Regions from separate parts of the Triticum aestivum genome. Here region 1 is linked to region 2. The links are chromatin contacts, called in public HiCAR-type maps. All regions are on one chromosome and are shown on one strand. Each heading gives the region's core, a stretch centred on a gene start, on an enhancer-like site or on the middle of the called end of the contact. The rest is flanking DNA. Distances are from core to core; before and after follow the strand shown.

Region 1 (3,745 bases), core at 233-2,732, 39 kb before region 2:
ATGATTATTTATCCTGATGTGAATTTTTCATAGTTCTCACTTCCTAGTAACTTCAGGTCATCAGGTGTGACCAACGGATCATCTAATATTAGTTGTATTATTTAGTGATGGGTAGCTTGTATTGTTGGTAAATGGTAATGCTTGAGCAAGTGGACATGTGCAGAGCATCTAGTAATCTGAGGGAACCCAAGAGAAGCACGTTTTCATTGCGCCAAATTCAAGTCAAAAGGCCAGTTCACTAGCTTCATATAGTAATAAGCACCAGATAAGCAGGAATCTTGCTCAGATGTAAAGCAATTTAACTTACCTTATTTCCCATCCCCTAAATAATTAGGCTTTGCCGCTTACACTGGAGGCATCAAAACAGAGTGTGTCTACATCTTGTAGTTAGACTCTTAGACGGAATTAGATATAAAAAATAAACATGATCAGGACCATCTCATCTTGTCTTTCAAGACCTGGTCATCAGATCTGTGTCCAGCATCTTGGAACAAGTCAGACAAAGGCATTTCCATCCTTCCCTCTGAAAATTGGACTTCTCATCCTTTAAACATTGAGTAATGGCCAAGGTCTTGCTCTCCTGTGGATTGTGGCGATTCTAGCCTACAATTAACACTGGAAAATTAATATATGCTGCTTACATTTCAAAAAAGTAACACGAGTAACTGATTGCTAATTACTGCAGTAGTTATGTCTCCTGCTCCTCTGATCTCTTGTTAGTACTTTTGTTACCGTGCACTGCCTTAGAGATTCCAGACACTTCTGAAATGTGAAGAGAAAATTTGTCCATCCCGAGAGAGCGAAGACTTTTTCCCCAATGCGAACAGAATATATAGGTTGGTCCGAAGGTCACAGTGTGGAATTCAAGTCAACTGCTCCCCGGGCGTACAAAATAATTTTCCTTGTAACATCTCTGTCCATCCGCCGCTGTATTTTAGTTCGCTCCTAGTGCATCATTGTACGGCTTTTCCTGCAGGTTATCTTATTTTATGCCCTGTGTTTGGGCACTTGCAAGCCCGACCTGAGCGGTCGATGCTGAAAGTTGTGATCCAGAAAATCTCGGTTTTCTTCTAGTGCCATGGCCCATGGCCATGGGTAGGTTAGTGCTTAAACTATATCCACGCACCGTAGGCAGGCAGACAGTGGCATGGTTTTCTATGTCATTCCAGCTGGAGTGTTGAACTTGAGAACCTGGTCAGTTAGTGGCGCGACCCAGCATTTTTCAGACAGAATCCTGCAGCGACCCAACCCAAAACACCAATTTTTTTTTCTACCCAGGCCAGGCTTGCTTGCTGATGAGTTATCTGCTACCGGGCTGGAGTGCTGGATTGACAAGTAACAGTGGCTAAACACACCAGGCTGGCGCGTATCTGACTTAGATCTTCAGTCTGAAGGTAGCGTACGCAGAAAGATTTGCCCAGGCAGTACAGTGACATCCCAAAGTTGAGGCTCGAGCCAGGGCCGAGGCCCAAGCCCAAACCCTAAAGTTTCCACAAGATGGAGCTCGAACTGTGGAGAGCAGCTGCTTGCATCCCAAGGAACCTTGGCTATAAAAGGGCGCGACTCTAGCGGTCACTCCCCTCACATCGCACACAAGCACAAGCCCACACGCCAACCTTCACGCGCTCTTCTCTCGACCCTTCTTCTTCCTGGCCTTCGGAGCAAGAAGGCGCCAGCAGCAGCCAGCAATGGAGCGGCAGGGCGACTCGAGGCGGCCTCTGCCGAGGCGCGGGCAGGTGAAGGCGAGCATATTCGCGTGCCTCTTCCCGTGCCTCGCACGCAACCGCAAGGCAGCCGGAGGCGAGCAGAAGGGAGGCAAGGCCAGGGCCAAGGAAGGCGGCAGCGGCAGCGGCGGCCGCCGCGTCGCGCCCGGTGGTTGATCCGGCCCGGGGAAGGAGGGATGGATATGGATATATGGAGTCTGATGATCTCTGAAGAAAAGAAAGAGTCAAGAATTGCTGCAGGCCCGGTTCTTGTTCTTGAGCGGAAGCCGTTCTGTTGGAGCGCGGGATGAGGGTGGACGAGGGTTCGCAGGTACGGTAGGGGGTGTTGGAGGGGAATAAACATTTTCGTTTTTTCTGGCTGTGTGGAATTCCGTTGTGATTCCGCAGCAGCTTTTGGCCAACTTGTGGAGTCCGTAGCCTCGCAGTGATTTTGGATCCTTTGTTGCGGGTGGGTGTATGTATGTGTTGTTGTATATGCTACTGTACGTAATTGCCATTGAGTGATGAACTTGTCATGAATTTCTGGCCTTTCTGGTGTTGTCTGTCTATGGTGTGTACTCTGGTTTCTGCACTTGAATTTCTTCTCTGCATCTCCGTCGCAGAGTACATGGTACATTCACTCAATGACCTTTTCTCGCCTGCATGTCCAAGATTGGCGAGGTTACACCATCATCACAGGATAACGAAACAGCAGTAACAAAGTTATTAAAGCTAACACCATGAACAAAACCAAATTTATCAAGCTTGTGGTACGACAAGCAGCGAAAGGTAATCACAGGCTGCATCATCCGTCGTCCCAGACCGTCAGCGTCAGGGTTCAACCGATGAACAACAACTCCTGCATTGCCCCGCATCGACTGCGTTCGTCGTTGACAAGTCATCCCCGTGTCCCTATTTTTACCGGTGGCATGGCATTTCCACAGGCGCTGATTGGCTGGTGGGCGCACAATCTCCCCAGCTCACCCCATGGCCATGAGGCAACGACACCTGGGGTGCCCGCCCAGGCGGGCGTGTAAACATCGAGGTCGAGGTGCTTCGCGGCCAAGTCTTCTCCTCCTGCAAGGGCCCTCCATGCCGCAATCAACATCATCCACAAATTTGCCAACGAAACCCTAGAAAGCAGAAATTGCAAAAAAAAAAAAAAAACCTAGAAAGCAGAGGCTCTTTTGGTATCCCAAGTGGCCGACCCCGCCGAATAAAGCAGAGGGGGAATTTTTGCTCTTTCGTGCCGTGCGGGTGCGGCGCTTTTGAGCTGATGATATCGGCGAGTGATCGTCGGCACGTGTAGTAGTATTGTTTTGGAGGCGATCATGGTTAGCTGGAAGTGGAAGATCATTCATTACTGAGGCCGCCCTAATCTTGTGTCTAGTGCAGTAAAAGCAATGGTTCAGGTGCACAGACCAATTATATGCGGCTAGAGCTTCTGCAACTCTCCTGGAACTGCAGGACTGCACATAATCTCAGCCCTCCGTTCTCAGATCACACGGTCCGAGTGAAGTTCTTGTTCTTTCAACAGAGGCCGTGCCACAGCCCACACACCACAATCAAAACTACTTCATCTTCTTTTTCCTCCCGCGGTCGGTCGAGCTCTCCGTGTGTTCGCGCATTTGCACTGGTCGCTCGCTTTCAAAGATTCGAATGCGACCAGCCAAAAGCCAAAGGAACATCGTCGGGCATGGACACGCTGCGTTGCACCTACCCGTGCCGTCATCAGGGTCATGCATGGGATCACGTTTCCACCGTGTGAACGCTAGAGTTGAATAGAATGGATCGGTCGCACGGTCATGTGGAATTCAAGTCAAACTGTTCCCTGGACGACCAAATAATTTTGTTTCGGCATCTCTGTCCACCTTGCGCCCGGCTTTGATTCCTTCCCCTGCCCGTGCGTGCATTATTGTGTGCCTCTACTTGCAGATTACCTTACGCCCTGTGTGTTTTGGACTCAACACGGAACCAAACCTGCATAATACTCCTATAATTTAAAGGGAAATGCTGGTCGATCGATTCTCAGGACGCTGATC
Region 2 (4,092 bases), core at 1,559-4,058:
CTCGAGAGCGAGCGGTGGTATGTCGGGGTGGCGGCCCCGGAAGGTGGAGTTGGTTGATCGCAGGACACGGTGGAGCGGTGGATGTCGGGGATCCGGCTTCGTGTCGTGTGGGCGACGAGGTTGCCTTCGATGTTGGCCTTTGGCATGTTTATGCATTTGGGCGCAGGTCATGTGGTGTGCATGTCGTTCATTTCTGCCGGAGAGTCCCGTGACTGCTCCTCTCATAGTAGTCACAGATTCTTCTTTCCTGCAGTGGTGGACGGCCGGCTTGTTGTATTTCGGCATGTTATCGACGAGTGTGGGCTTGGCCCTTGATGTATTGATTTTTGCTCGGTTTTCCACTAATTAACTGGGCAACTCTCTTCTACTTAATTAATGGATGAGGCAAATTTTTTGCCTCCGTTTAAAAAAAAAATTGTGAACTCCGTTGTGTGCCGTCTCACCAGCACCAGAGCCAGTGGCGAGCAGCACCACGGCCCGTGCTGCCGGCCCACCGAACACCAAATCCCGCCGCCGCTGGCCGTCAACGGGTGTGCGTCGATGACGACGAGTGTGTGTGTGTGTGTGGGGGGGGGGGGGGGGGGGGATGGTGGTTGTTAGGGTTTTCGCCCAAGCCACCCTAGGAAGAGACGCGGGGGATGGGGGAATCTAGAGGAATTCATTTGATCATTTTGATGTAGATGCGTGCTGACAGTAGTGTCATGTATGTAGAGCATATGCTGTTTGCACAGTGTGCGTGTGGCTGTGCGGCATCACGGTTAATTCCCACCTTCACGGCCAACGAACGCCACGACCAAATATCCAAGTTCATGTTGGTCATCTTTTCCCTTTGGAGTCGAGGTTCATGTGCTTCACTCGTGGTTTTCATCGCTAGCTCAGTCGTTCGTTTCAAAGATTCGCGTGCGACTGACGGACTGAGCCGAATTCAAGACAGAGAAACAAAGACCGCCATTTCCGGGTCGGATACACTGGACTCGACCGAAGCGATCCACCATGGATCTAGTTTGATTGCTTTGTAGCTAGCGTCGCGATCCAGAGGAATTCATTTGTCCCGCCTCTTCTGCTCGTCGCCATTGTTTGTAGGCCCGAGATCTCACGCTTTTGATTCCTCTTTTGGAAGGTAGCCCGACGCCTTCAGAGCTAAGAAAGCCTTCACATAACGTGAATCTATTGTCATCGTCGACGTCGATGATGCACCCTTAATCTCTTTGTGCTTATTTTATCTCTTCACGACAACCTAACACAGCTGGCAAGTGCAATGCGCATCCTTCACTTCACCATCCAATCGGACGCAGTGCAGCACGTTCTTATCCTCTACAATCTCTCAGCTCGCACGTGTCCATTGGACGAGCCTGATTTTATCTGCTCCACAGAAAACAAGGGTGGCGAACGAACTGGCCATAGATAAAAATCATGTCCTCGCCACCTTCAATCCAGAAAATGTGCGTGGCGGTCGCTCTGCGGGCACAATATCCGCTAGAGCCGGCGCCCGTGACAAGAAAGTCGTTCATGGCCACGTGCAGATGTCACAACCAGCGAGACCTACGTACGACAGTCGACAGTGACAAGAAAGGAGTGGCGACTAAGAAACGGTAGGTAGCGGTTCCAGATAATTTTTTTTGGTAGCTAAGCCGCCAGATTAGGATCATTCTGACTGCTATATCGATCGAAAGGAAAAGATGATGCGACCATGGGGAAGCAGATCACGGAAGTCACACACTAATTGCAGAGTTAATGCACAAACAATCACGTCACAGACTCGCACCGTGTATGACTCTGCTCCACGTACTTTCTTCAACTCCTTCATACTCTCTTCTGAAACATGTACACTCTCTTTCTGAAACATAAAACTTCAATACTTGGAAGGCACAAATGTTATACGCCTCGTATGTACGCGAGAATTCGTAGACCCTGTAGTAACAGTATGTGGCTGTGACGTAGCAGGACCACGTCACACGCGATGACGCACATGCCGACAAGGAGAACGAGGGAGTGGAGTGCTTCAGTTTTCCTCTCCGTGATTTTTTTAGAGAACCCTATTTTTTAGCTTATAACATAAAATACCCCCAGATGATGCACACCATCAATTTGCCTCTGTTTATCCGATCACACACGCATTGCTTCAAAGTTAAGCTAGTACACTAGTACTACCTCCCGATAGACCCTGCATTGTACAGGAATCACACTGAACCACCCACTCCCATCCCAAGGCGTCATCGTCGTGGATTAGTCGCCGGTCTGGATGCAAGAATACTTCATGCACGGAGCGCCAAATCAGAAGATTGTCCTAACAATTAACAATGCTACTGTGTTTAGCGCTATAAAGCCGACCACTTGCTCATAGGCGCATAGCTCCCACTCCAGCTCGCACGCGCGCACCCACCACACTCGTCCACTCGCCGACGTTTCTCTGGGCCGGCCGGCCGGGGCTTCCTTGCACGCGCGCGACGCCATGGATGGGCAGGATGGCGGCCAGGGCCTGAGGCCGAAGCCCGACGGGAACCGGAACCCCAAGAGAGGCAGCATCATCAAGACCATCATCGCCGACTGGACCGGCGGCGGCGGGACGCCAACGACTTCCGGCGGCGGCGGCGGGGGAGGAGGAGGAAACGAGGACACCGGCAACGGCGGCGACTCCTAGCGAGCGAGCATGGCTGCGCGCGTGCGTACCACGAGATGGTTAGTTTGAGCCTATGCAGCTATACTATCGCTAAATAATGCCTCTCGTTGTACGTGTGCCAGTGGTAAAAAGAACTGTCTGATTGTGTAGCTTAATTGTCTTCTGGATCTGTGGATGGATAGATATTAGCCCTCTTTGTTGAACCTAAACCTAATGTAGTAATGATGCTATTTTCCGTCTGTTGTTGTTCTTGTTGCTGTGCTGCTGGCCTGCACTTTGCTGTTCTTTGATACGTGCGTCTATGGATCGACCGCCCTCGTCGATGGATTTCGTTGTTGGACTTGCAGGCCGTTAGGGTTTAGGCACCGGTAATTTAATGACGCTTCTTTTTCTTGATCGATCCATGTTTGTATCTTGGAAGAATGCATCTCATCTTCATCTGGCCCTGTGGGCATGTATATAATTGGCCTAGACATTCTTTAATTTTCGACTAACAGCTGATCAGATCCATGGTCGCTTTCAGGCGATCTTATCTAGAATCATCAACTTCGCTTTGTTTGTGTACAGTATCGCGATTCCCCAAGTCCCCATCTTGAACATGTCCAAATGGACGTGCTCTCCCACTCGCACGTGTGGCACTACGGAGCACCAACCGAACCTTAGAATAATCTCATCTCACCTCGCATGCATCAAAAGATCGATCATAAAATCCTCAAAAAAAAAAAATGATCGATCATACAATAGGGCCTTGATCGGCTCAGTTTTAGGACTTATAGAAAACGTTGGACTAGGTGCCAAGTTACCTGTGTGTCTATGTATTGGAGCCTGGAGACAGCTCACTTTTGTTCGCTGATGTTGTCCGGTTTTCCTATCTCGTGGGCTGTTTGAGCAAAGTGAGCAATGCGATGCCTCACGACTCATCAGAGACCGGTCTTGCCGGCTGCCAACGTGATTTTTGTACTCTTCGACTATTTCTGCTCTTTTTTTTAGCAACTTCGATTATTTCTGCTAGGCACGCCTAGTTCGTTTTGTGATTAGCTGTCATTCAGGAATGATGATAGCCCATATTCAACAACAGTTCGGTACTCCTCCGTGGCCGCAAAATCGGCAAGTCCTATTCGGCGCTGCAGGCGCTTAACCGGCGCCTGCAGCGGCGTAAGCTGGGCCGGCCCATTTGTTTTTCGAAAAAACAAAAAAAGGAGTGCTCCGCGGGATTCGATATCTCAACCCTTCTTTCAGCGCGAACCATACTAACCATCTTGAAAATCGGTCGACATCTGTTTGGTCTCTTCTTTTTCAGCATCTTTATCTATACATGAGTGCGCGGGAGCCCCAGTTTGGCTCTTTTTCTCTGGTTTTCTAGGCTGGGTTCCGGGGATTTTCTTTTACCCGGTTTTCTTCCGTTTTTCTGATTTCTGTTTTGCTTTTTTTTTTGTTTCTCCCTGTATGTTTTTATTTTTCATATTCAATGA

What was found. HiCAR-type assays count read pairs that join an accessible place to other places.
Region 1: a contact with region 2 is called in a HiCAR-type map of leaf, with 5 times the contacts expected there. The contact joins two enhancer-like sites. A contact is called at or near these places in 4 of 5 Hi-C or Micro-C datasets (leaf, root and an unstated tissue) and 1 of 1 datasets of contacts at active chromatin or transcription factors (leaf).

Annotation. Positions count from the first base shown.
Region 1 is chr4B:426,097,673-426,101,417 of IWGSC CS RefSeq v2.1, reverse strand. No RefSeq gene overlaps it. Among protein-coding and RNA genes, the nearest start is that of LOC123092503, 5.7 kb to the left of the region's middle. Within about 2 kb of position 1,482, at least 2 of the 8 cell types and tissues checked have an H3K27ac peak or open chromatin away from gene starts, as enhancers often do.
Region 2 is chr4B:426,059,832-426,063,923 of IWGSC CS RefSeq v2.1, reverse strand. No RefSeq gene overlaps it. Among protein-coding and RNA genes, the nearest start is that of LOC123092503, 43 kb to the left of the region's middle. Within about 2 kb of position 2,808, at least 1 of the 8 cell types and tissues checked has an H3K27ac peak or open chromatin away from gene starts, as enhancers often do.